Regions from separate parts of the Rattus norvegicus genome. Here region 1 is linked to region 2. Evidence: chromatin contacts called from public Hi-C data. All regions are on one chromosome and are shown on one strand. The core of a region is the stretch at or near the end of the contact, and the rest is flanking DNA. Distances in the headings are between cores, read along the strand shown.

Region 1 (4,354 bases), core at 1,745-4,244, 410 kb before region 2:
CCCTATCTTGACCCAACTACTCCAGGGCCCCCAACTGCCTACAGAACCAAGCCATAGTCCCTCAGACTGGCTGAAGGTATTCCACACTTCCTGTAGCCAAAGCAAGCTTGTTCTCCACCCCCACCCCCACCCCCGCCCCATCCACACCACCACAATAAGTTCACAGAGATGATTCTGCTCTCCACTCACTGGAGCAGGCTAGGGACATTATACCTCAACTCAGCCTATCAACACTCTGTCCATGTGGTGACAATCCTGCTCCATCCAAGCCCGTTTGTCCCTTACAGAGGCGTTCCGGGACCATTCTCTGTCCCTAGTCCCCAGTGCAGTATGCAGCTTCCCTTGGGTGTATGTCTGCCAGGCCTATACCTGTCAGCATGCTGGTGTTTCCATGTGCACACAGCAAACGTGCTAAGCGGGGGATCTCCACACAGGGGACTCCCTCGGGAGCGGAGGATGTGGTTTGGGCCAAATTCTACCCACCAAGAAGGCAGAACCAAAGCCAGGCTTTCAACAAGGCCCTGTTCCCTGTGTGGCTGCCAGGCTGCCGCCACCCCACCAGTGGGACTCCTGAGCTTTGTCAGCCTCAGCTTCCAGCTGTCTGGAGCCCTGTTACAATGTTTTGGGCTCACTAATTAGGCATCATTAAACAGGAGGCCCCCTGGTTGCACTGGCAGACACAGGAAGCCAACAGTGCCCAGGCAGGCCACTTCCTCTCCAGACTCTTCAGCCTCAAGTGCAGAGCCCTGTCTGTGCTCCTGCAGGGTGGAGCTCACTGCTGGAACTCACTTCCTACTCATCTACTATGGCATCTGTACTGACACAAGGGGACACGCAAGCTGGCTCTCTAGGGAACGTATATACCCACATGAGCGAGACCAACTCATTCACCCACCATGGAGCACACCTGACCTGCTAGGACGTTGAGTGCAGCAATTCTGCCTAGGATCTTAGGCCAGCTTTCCTCTGCCCCAAGGCATGCTTCTGGGATGACTTCCCCTGCACTAAGTTGGTGTTAATTAGTGAAAATGATCTAATGCAAGCTCATTTTAACATTAGCTTAAAGCCAAACATAATTAGGAAGATAAATCAGCTACTAAAAAAAAAAATCCAATGAAGATACACAAACGAGTTTTCGGATCATCCACTAGTCTAGGTTATGTCCTTGTACCGGAGGCCCTGTGCAAGGCACGGAGAGCTAGGCACAGGGAGCTAGGCAGGGAGAGCTAGGCAGGGAGAGCTAGGCAGGGAGAGCTAGGCAGGGAGAGCTAGGCACAGGGAGCTAGGCAGGGAGAGCTAGGCACAGGGAGCTAGGCACAGGGAGCTAGGCAGGGAGAGCTAGGCAGGGAGAGCTAGGCAGGGAGAGCTAGGCACATCTCAAGAAATGCCTGATTAGGTGCTTCCTGATGGACCTGCCAGAGTGGGCCAACAGTTGAAGGTTGGCCTGGAAGGTTCTGAGAAGCAGCAGGAGTGATCTGAGGTCACTGTCAGGTGATATGGCCTTGGGAGGGCTTCCCCAGAGAGATGGGGTGTGTAAAGGGAGATGCCTGACTGGAGTAAGGGGGTAGACTCGGGGAGGGGCTGGCAGGTGAAGGCAGTCAGGCCATAAACTTGGAGGGGAGCTGTCAACTCACAGTGCTCAAGGCCTTCAGCCTTACACACAGCCCACTCACCGCCTGCCCTGTCCTGCACAAACAGCTGACTTAGGCTTCAGTGAGCCTTGGCTCACTGGGAACTCAGTAGACATAGGCAAGCCTACTCTCAGGCTCATGTCAGTTACCATCCGGTTCCACTACTGACCAGCAGTGTGACCTCATCCTCTCTGACCCTCCGTTCCCTCAGCTATAAAATAGTCAATTGCTGGACTGTTATTGCATAGTCTAAAGGGCTGTTGGGCTGGAGATGTAGTTTAGTGAGTGAAGCTTGTTCCCAGCACACACAGCCCCGGGCTGGATCTTCAGCATTGCAAAAACCAAATATCTAGCTTAAGTACCCAATAAATAATAGCTATCAATACCATATCCCCACATGCCATTCCTCACTGTATCTTCTTTTGGCCTCACCCATTAGAGACCTAGGCAAGGCTCACATTAATTCACCTGTCAATTTCTGGTAACTGGCACATAATAAGACACACTGAGTGGCAGTGCCAATGGGGGATTCTCTGGACAGTGAAAACCCCTTGGGAGGAGAAGCTAAAGTCTTCCCCACTCTGCCCTCCAGGAGCTACAGAAAGGAGGAGTCCTGGTCTCACCTTCTAACCCACCACACAACTAACAGAGAGAGAGAGAGAGAGAGAGAGAGAGAGAGAGAGAGAGAGAGAGAGAGAAAGAGAGAGAGAGAGACTGACTTATCCAGAGCCTCCCACGTGCCCAGCACAACGATGGCCAGCCAGCAAACAGTATCCAGGGTGAGAGTACAGATCATCAGGAAGCTGGGCCAGAGACACTGATCATTAGAAAGCCATCGGCCCTCTTCCAGAGCTAAAATTCTGGGATCATTAGCAAGTGAGGACTCCATGGAGTTCAGAGAAGGAAAGGGAAATCTGGAGAAAGCCAGAGCTCCAAGTAAGGCTGACTGCTCAGTGTACCTGAGGAGTTGGGGTAGGGGATACCTAGGGTATGCTAGTCAATGCCAGGAGCCAGGGCAGGCAGTTAGCCCTGCAAGACCTCTGTTCTTTTCCCTGCTTTCTCCCAGCTCAGATTGGCGGCTAGCCCCAGAACAGGCTCGGCTTTGTACACTCCATGAGGAGGAAGGGCTGGCCAGCAGCCAGCCAAACGGGGGCAGCATCCTGAGGGCTGAGAATGTGGAGGGGGAGGGGCGTTAGTATGGGAATTCCTAAAAGGGTCCTTGCCTTTTAGAGAAATCACAAGACCAGGGGCTACATCCCCAAAGAGGACGATATGGAGACTCTACTCACACGCCCTATGTTATGCCTGTGTTACCTGCCCCGACACTGCCTTCTCTCCCTGACTCAGCCCAGATCAGGGCAGCTAACAGTCACGGACTTGTCTGTCTCCAAAGCCAGTTTACAAGCCTCCAGGATCGGACTGGCAAAGCATACCGATGACAAATACATTTTGAATGTTTCTGGAAGTTCCAGAGGGAAGAGAAAGTACAAAGTACAGTTCCCAAGAATAACGTGCACTTGCCCAAGGACAGACACATCTGGGTGGGCTTTTGGTCTTGGAACCTCAAATGTCCCATGAGCCTCAGGGTTAAAGGAAACAGGCTCTCTCCTTTCTCAACAGTTTTAACCTTGCCTCACAGAAATCCTTTTGTCTGCCTGTATCACTCACTCTTCTCAAGACACACTCCTTGAGGTGATTCTTAGTACAACCTTGAAAACATCACAGCAAAAATTACCCCCATGTTATAGATACAGAGATAGAGGCCCAGCTAAGTTAAATAATTAGCCCTGGGTCAAGCAAGTAAAAGAGGCAGCTAGAGTGAGCAAGAATGAGGGTTCTCCCCTTCCTGGCTTCCAGCATCAGATGCCTTTCTCTGGTGATGGCTTGGATTCTCTGAGATTTCTGGCCAACAGACCCTGCTTTACAACCAGGAATCCCAGAGATCAAGAATGTGTATTAAAGCCCCACTTCCTATGCTCTACTCTGGGACTAGTGGAAGGGCACACTTTTGTCAGAATTTTAGGAACCCATAGTGTAAGATTTCTAAGAGGCTAACCCACCCTCCCCAAAGAGAGAAAGGGACCAAGCTACAGTCAGCTTAGCAGCCTAGTTCACTTCCAGCTGGTGACTCCTCTCCCCGGAAGCTGGAGGTCCCTATAGTCAAAGGTCTGGGGACTGTTGCTAGACTCTGGCTGAGCCCATGAAGGTAGTCAGGCCTTTCCAGTGTACCTCAAGTAAACTCCCCCCCCCGCCCCCCCCCCCCCCCCCCCGTGTAAGAGGCAGGGTGGGGCGGGGTGGATGTTTCCATGCTTTTGTGTTACTCCCTACTCATAGGAGAGTCCAAAGGGATTCCAGCCTAAGGGTTTGGGTGTCACAGGCTAAGGGCCATCTTCCTCTACCTTCATCAAAGCATGGCCAACAAGTACACTAAGAGGGGGATTGCCTAGCAGGTGCTGAGTTTCTATACAGAAACAGAGAATGGATCTCCCCAGAGCCTCAGGCCCTGAGTCTCACAACTCCCAGTGCAGCTCCCCTTTCTTGCTCACACAAAGAAGCAGCCATTTATCAGGACAATTAACATGTCTGCTGCTGGTAAGCTTAGCTTCCACAGACGACCCCTCCTTTCCTAAAGTCTCTAAAAACCTAGACACTGTCCCATCTATTTTATTGGTCAGCAGACTCAAGTGGGAAGAGATTCATCCAAAGAAGACCAGCTCCTAAGA
Region 2 (4,413 bases), core at 1,278-3,777:
GCTATGGATTTGCCGAGGGTCACGTTGCCCTCAGCAGTCTCCTATTGTTGTAATAAGCATCCAGTTGCCCTTGCACACTTTTCTGGAAAGAGACCTAGGAGGTCTCCTGGGAAGTTCAGCTTGTTGCTTCTGCCTCAGTTTCTCCAACCAAATAATACCAGAGAGGATAATCTGGCTGCCACTGGGAAGCAGGGAGCCAGCCCAAGAGCGCTGGACTTCACACATCCATCCACACCAAGTCAGGTAGTGGACCAGGAGGCCAAAGAAAGCTGTCCTGCAGCGCCACCTAATGGTCACATGGTTGCAATGTGGACAGACATGCGATGAATTTATTTCCTTCCTCAAGAAATGTTGGACAAACGATACCTACGTCAGAAAATGAAGTTTACTCATGTGAAACACAACAGGGACTTGACTCTTGTTAGAGTTTGTTATTACAAGTGTCTCCCTTCTGGACTAGTTAGTAGAGTTTTGACAATGAGGATTGTCCAGGGAAAAATCAGCTGTTTCTTTGTGTCACGTTCTACAGCATCAGGTATGCCAAAAAATATAAATAAAAAAATTAATAAAAAAACCTCTCAGTACCTGTTGGTCCAATGAGTCCAGATGTTCATTTTCACTCCTCATTCACAGACTGGCTGGAGCTTCATGACTTCCACAGGTGCTGGTTAGAAGCCTCCACAAGTGAAATAAATCGGGCAGAGTTTCTCCTCACAGCCAAAAAAGAATTTCTTCAGTGTTTGGAGGTTAGAAAGCCTGTCTGGCACTCAAGAGTCTCTGCATTTGATCACCAGCACTGCAAAAACACACCAAAGTAGTGAAGAAGAGACACTTCTAGACTAGAGATTCTCAGCCTTTTTGATTTAATAAGCCCTTTTCAATCTTAAAAACTCAGGGCTGGAGAGAAGGTTCAAGGATTAAGAACACTAGATGTTCTTCCAACAGACCTGGGTTCTGTTCCCAACACCTCCACTATGGCTCACATCAGTCTGTAACTCCTTTTTTAAAAAGATTTATTTATTTGTACATATAATACGCTGTCACTGTCTTCAGACACACCAGAAGAGGGCGTCAGATCCCATTACAGATGGTTGTGAGCCACCACGTGGGTGCTGAGAATTGAACTCAGGACCACTGGAGGAGCAGTCAGTGCTCTTAACCACTGAGCCATCCCTCCAGCTCGCAGTCTGTAACTCCTTTCCAGGGAATCTGCTCACTTCTGACCTCCAAAGGGACAAGGTACGCCTGTGGTGCACAGACAGACATATATGCAGGCAAAAATCCATGTATTTTTTTAAAAATTAAAAACAAAAACAAAAGCTCAGGTAACCAGAGAACATTTATGTGTAGTATTTATCAAGAGAATATTTACATCTATGTGTAATATTGATTGTAATATTTATTGATTTATCAGACTAAACACTGAACTTTTTTCAATATTAGGGATTAAATCTAAGCATTCTACCACCAAGCTATTAATACATCCTAGCTCTCCTTATTATATGTAACCCAGAATTATGGTCTAGAATTTGGAATGTAGCTATATGATCTAAGCTGACCTGAAACTTGCCATTCTCCTGCCTCAGCTTCCCAAGTGCTGGTATTCTACGTGTCATATTACTGTGCCCAGCAGTATTCACTGATTTACTTAACAACCAACTCATTGCTTAACAACATAAACAGCATTTTGCAGCAAATAACTGTATTTTTCGAAACAAAATCACGTGTTTGCAAATGTCTTTATTTCTCTGTTTTGTTTTGGGGGATTTTTGTTTTTCTGGGATTTTTTGTTTGTTTGTTTAGGTTTTTCTTTTGGTTTGATTTTTGGTTTGGCTTGAATTTGTTTGTTTGTTTGTTTGTTTGTTTGTTTGTTTGAAACAGCGTCTTGCTATGTAGCCCAAGTTGGCCTGAAACTCACAGCAAATACTCTCTGTTCAGTCTCCCAAGTAGTAAGATTACAAAGTTCGACACCTAACCTCCTTGGCAAATGTCTTTAATGATTCTCATACAGATTCTTACAGTGCGCAGGACCGGTGTATTGCTTTGAAGTTCATGAAAAACTGTCTAAGCCTAGCAGAGTGATTTGGGTCTATAATTCCGGCCCTTGGGAGGCCCAGAGAAAAGGATCAGGAATTCAAAGTCATTCTCAGCTACAATCGAGTTCAAAGACAGTCTGGACTATATGTGTCCTTGTCTTAAAAGAAAATAAAAAGAACCATTTCTTTTGCAGGAACTCAGACTATTCAACACTTAGCCCCTGGACAGAATTGACCAATGAGGCTAGAAGTCGAGTCTGTCCACACAGCCTGGGTCACAAGAGACCTGTTACTGAGAAATTGAACAACTGTGGCTTCTGCGCCTCGGACACGCTCCTAGTTCCCGGCTCCTCTAGGACTAGAGGAAAGCCATTGAGCCTGCGTTCTAACGTGGTACTTCCGCTCGCTGCGGAACCCTGGGTTCCGGCTCCAGTTTCTGCCGAGGAGCGAACACCGCCAGGGCGGAAGTAACTCGCAGCGTGTGGGCGGGGCTTGGCAGCATGTCGGCGGCGTTGTTACGGCGCGGCTTGGAGCTTTTAGAGGCGTCCGAGGGTAAGGAGGGCTTATCCTGCGTGGTCGCGCTGTGAAGGAGGGCCGACTGGGCGGGTGGAAAGGGAAAGCGCGTCCTCCAACTCGGTCCTTCGTTGCCTTTCCCTACAGCTCCTCGTGCCGTACCCGGCCAGGCCAAGGCGAGCGGGACTCCGGTGAAGCAGACCCGGAGGGCGAGAGCCAAGGCCAAACAGGCCGTGAAACTACGGAACTCAGCGAAGGGAAAAGTACCTAAGTCCGCATTAGGTGAGCTGGGAAAGAAGACTCCGAGTGCTTCGCAGGATTTGGGGCAGCGCCTTCGAGTTGGTGTTCCAGAAGTTACCCGAGATTCAACAAGGAAAAGATAAAAAGTGTTAAAATGGTGGGGGACAGGTTTCGAGCCCAGGGAATCTAATTTCCATGTCTGGGCTCTTAGCTGTGTTTCTTTGCTGCTATCTGCTATGTAGCCGTCAACAGATTGAGGGAAAGAGGGGAAAACCTGGTAGTGGTGGCATTCCCTGTAATCCCTGCCCTTGGGAGGTGGAGGCAGGAGAATCAGAAGTGCTGTTACTTTCCTGACTACCTGATGAGTTCAGGGCAAGACCTGATCGTGGGAGCAAATGAAACGCAAGATCCAGCCCTAGTGAGCTCTAACCTTAGCGGGGAGAGAAGCATCAGCAGGTTTTTGCCAAGTGCGTGAGGCTTGTGAGATAAAAGACTCTAGAGTGCACCGAGGGAGAATCAAACTAACAAGCCAAATTGGAAGAAATGTTAAGGCTGAGCACCTGAGAGAGTGTAAGAGCTGCCAGGTAAAAAGGAGGGTTGCTTTACCCAGAAAGGCATGAGAATTTGGAAGAAAGAAGGCTAATGGGTAATAAGTCATGAGCAAGAGTCAAGACGGAGTATATCAGTCAGGGATAGAGGGCTGGCTCAATGGTTAAGAGCACTTGATGCTCTTGCAGAGGATCTGGAGCTCCCGAAACCCACATGGCTGGCTGCACACAGTTCCCTGTAACTTCAGGTCCGGGAATTAGATACCCTTTTCTGACTCCACAGACCCTCACTTGGGGTGCACATACATATACTTAAGCACGAATGAGTGGGTATATAAATGAAGCATTCAGCCAACAGTTAGCCTGAGCACCGTCAAAGTGTTGACTCATTTGACCCTCACAGCAGCCCTGTGAGGTGAGCAATTATAGAAACAGGCGCCTGCCCAGGTGGTGCAAGTGGAAGTGAGGCAGTGTGTCCCTGTGCTGTCGTTCTTAATGTGCTCTGCTCAGGTGACAGTGCCTTCCATCACAGTAGGGATAGCAGAGAAGTGAGTTGATGTGCTTTACCGGTGAACTGTCTGCAAAGCAGAAGGCTTGTTTCAAATAGAGCATCTTAGGGGATGTGGCTCAGTAAGACTTGAGAAGGGACACAGGATGGTTATACTGCTTTCTTCTTTGACTCCATGGGCTCTATAAAGGGAGCTGAGGTGTTTGGGTTTCATTGTTTGTTTCTCCCAGCTTGGGCGATGGTGGTGTTGTTTTGACTTAGTTTGTTTTGACAAGATCTCGCCCTGTGCCTCAGGCTGGCCTGGACCTCACTGTGCAGCACAGGCTAACCATGAACTTAAATGTCTTCCTGTTTCAGCTTCCTAAGCGCTAGGATGATAGGCATGCACCACCACACCCATGTGAGCCCTTCTTAAAAGGTTTGAAGTTCAAGAGGAAACATGGTGAGCAGAGGTGGAGCGAGGAGGCATGTGTGACACTAGTGGTTTGCGCCAGTTCCCATGTCAAAGTGCCTTCCTGCCTGGTTATTGGGGTTCCCTTTACTTCTGTCCTGAGGCAGGAGCTCCTCA

Evidence for each region. A called contact is a pair of places that touch in the nucleus more often than the background predicts.
Region 1: a contact with region 2 is called in a Hi-C map of hepatocytes, with 2.6 times the contacts expected there. The contact joins the enhancer-like site here to the promoter of Rps19bp1 in region 2. A contact is called at or near these places in 1 of 12 Hi-C or Micro-C datasets (hepatocytes) and 1 of 1 datasets of contacts at active chromatin or transcription factors (oligodendrocytes).

Annotation. Positions count from the first base shown.
Region 1 is chr7:114,097,596-114,101,949 of GRCr8, reverse strand. The region is part of intron 1 of Fam83f (family with sequence similarity 83, member F); the gene reads right to left. Among named protein-coding and RNA genes, the nearest start is that of Fam83f, 8.4 kb to the right of the region's middle. Within about 2 kb of position 2,994, at least 10 of the 93 cell types and tissues checked have an H3K27ac peak or open chromatin away from gene starts, as enhancers often do.
Region 2 is chr7:113,691,137-113,695,549 of GRCr8, reverse strand. Rps19bp1 (ribosomal protein S19 binding protein 1) reads left to right here and starts at 2,527. Exons shown (of 4, transcript NM_001420251.1): 1 at 2,527-2,588; 2 at 2,697-2,831. The coding sequence starts at 2,537.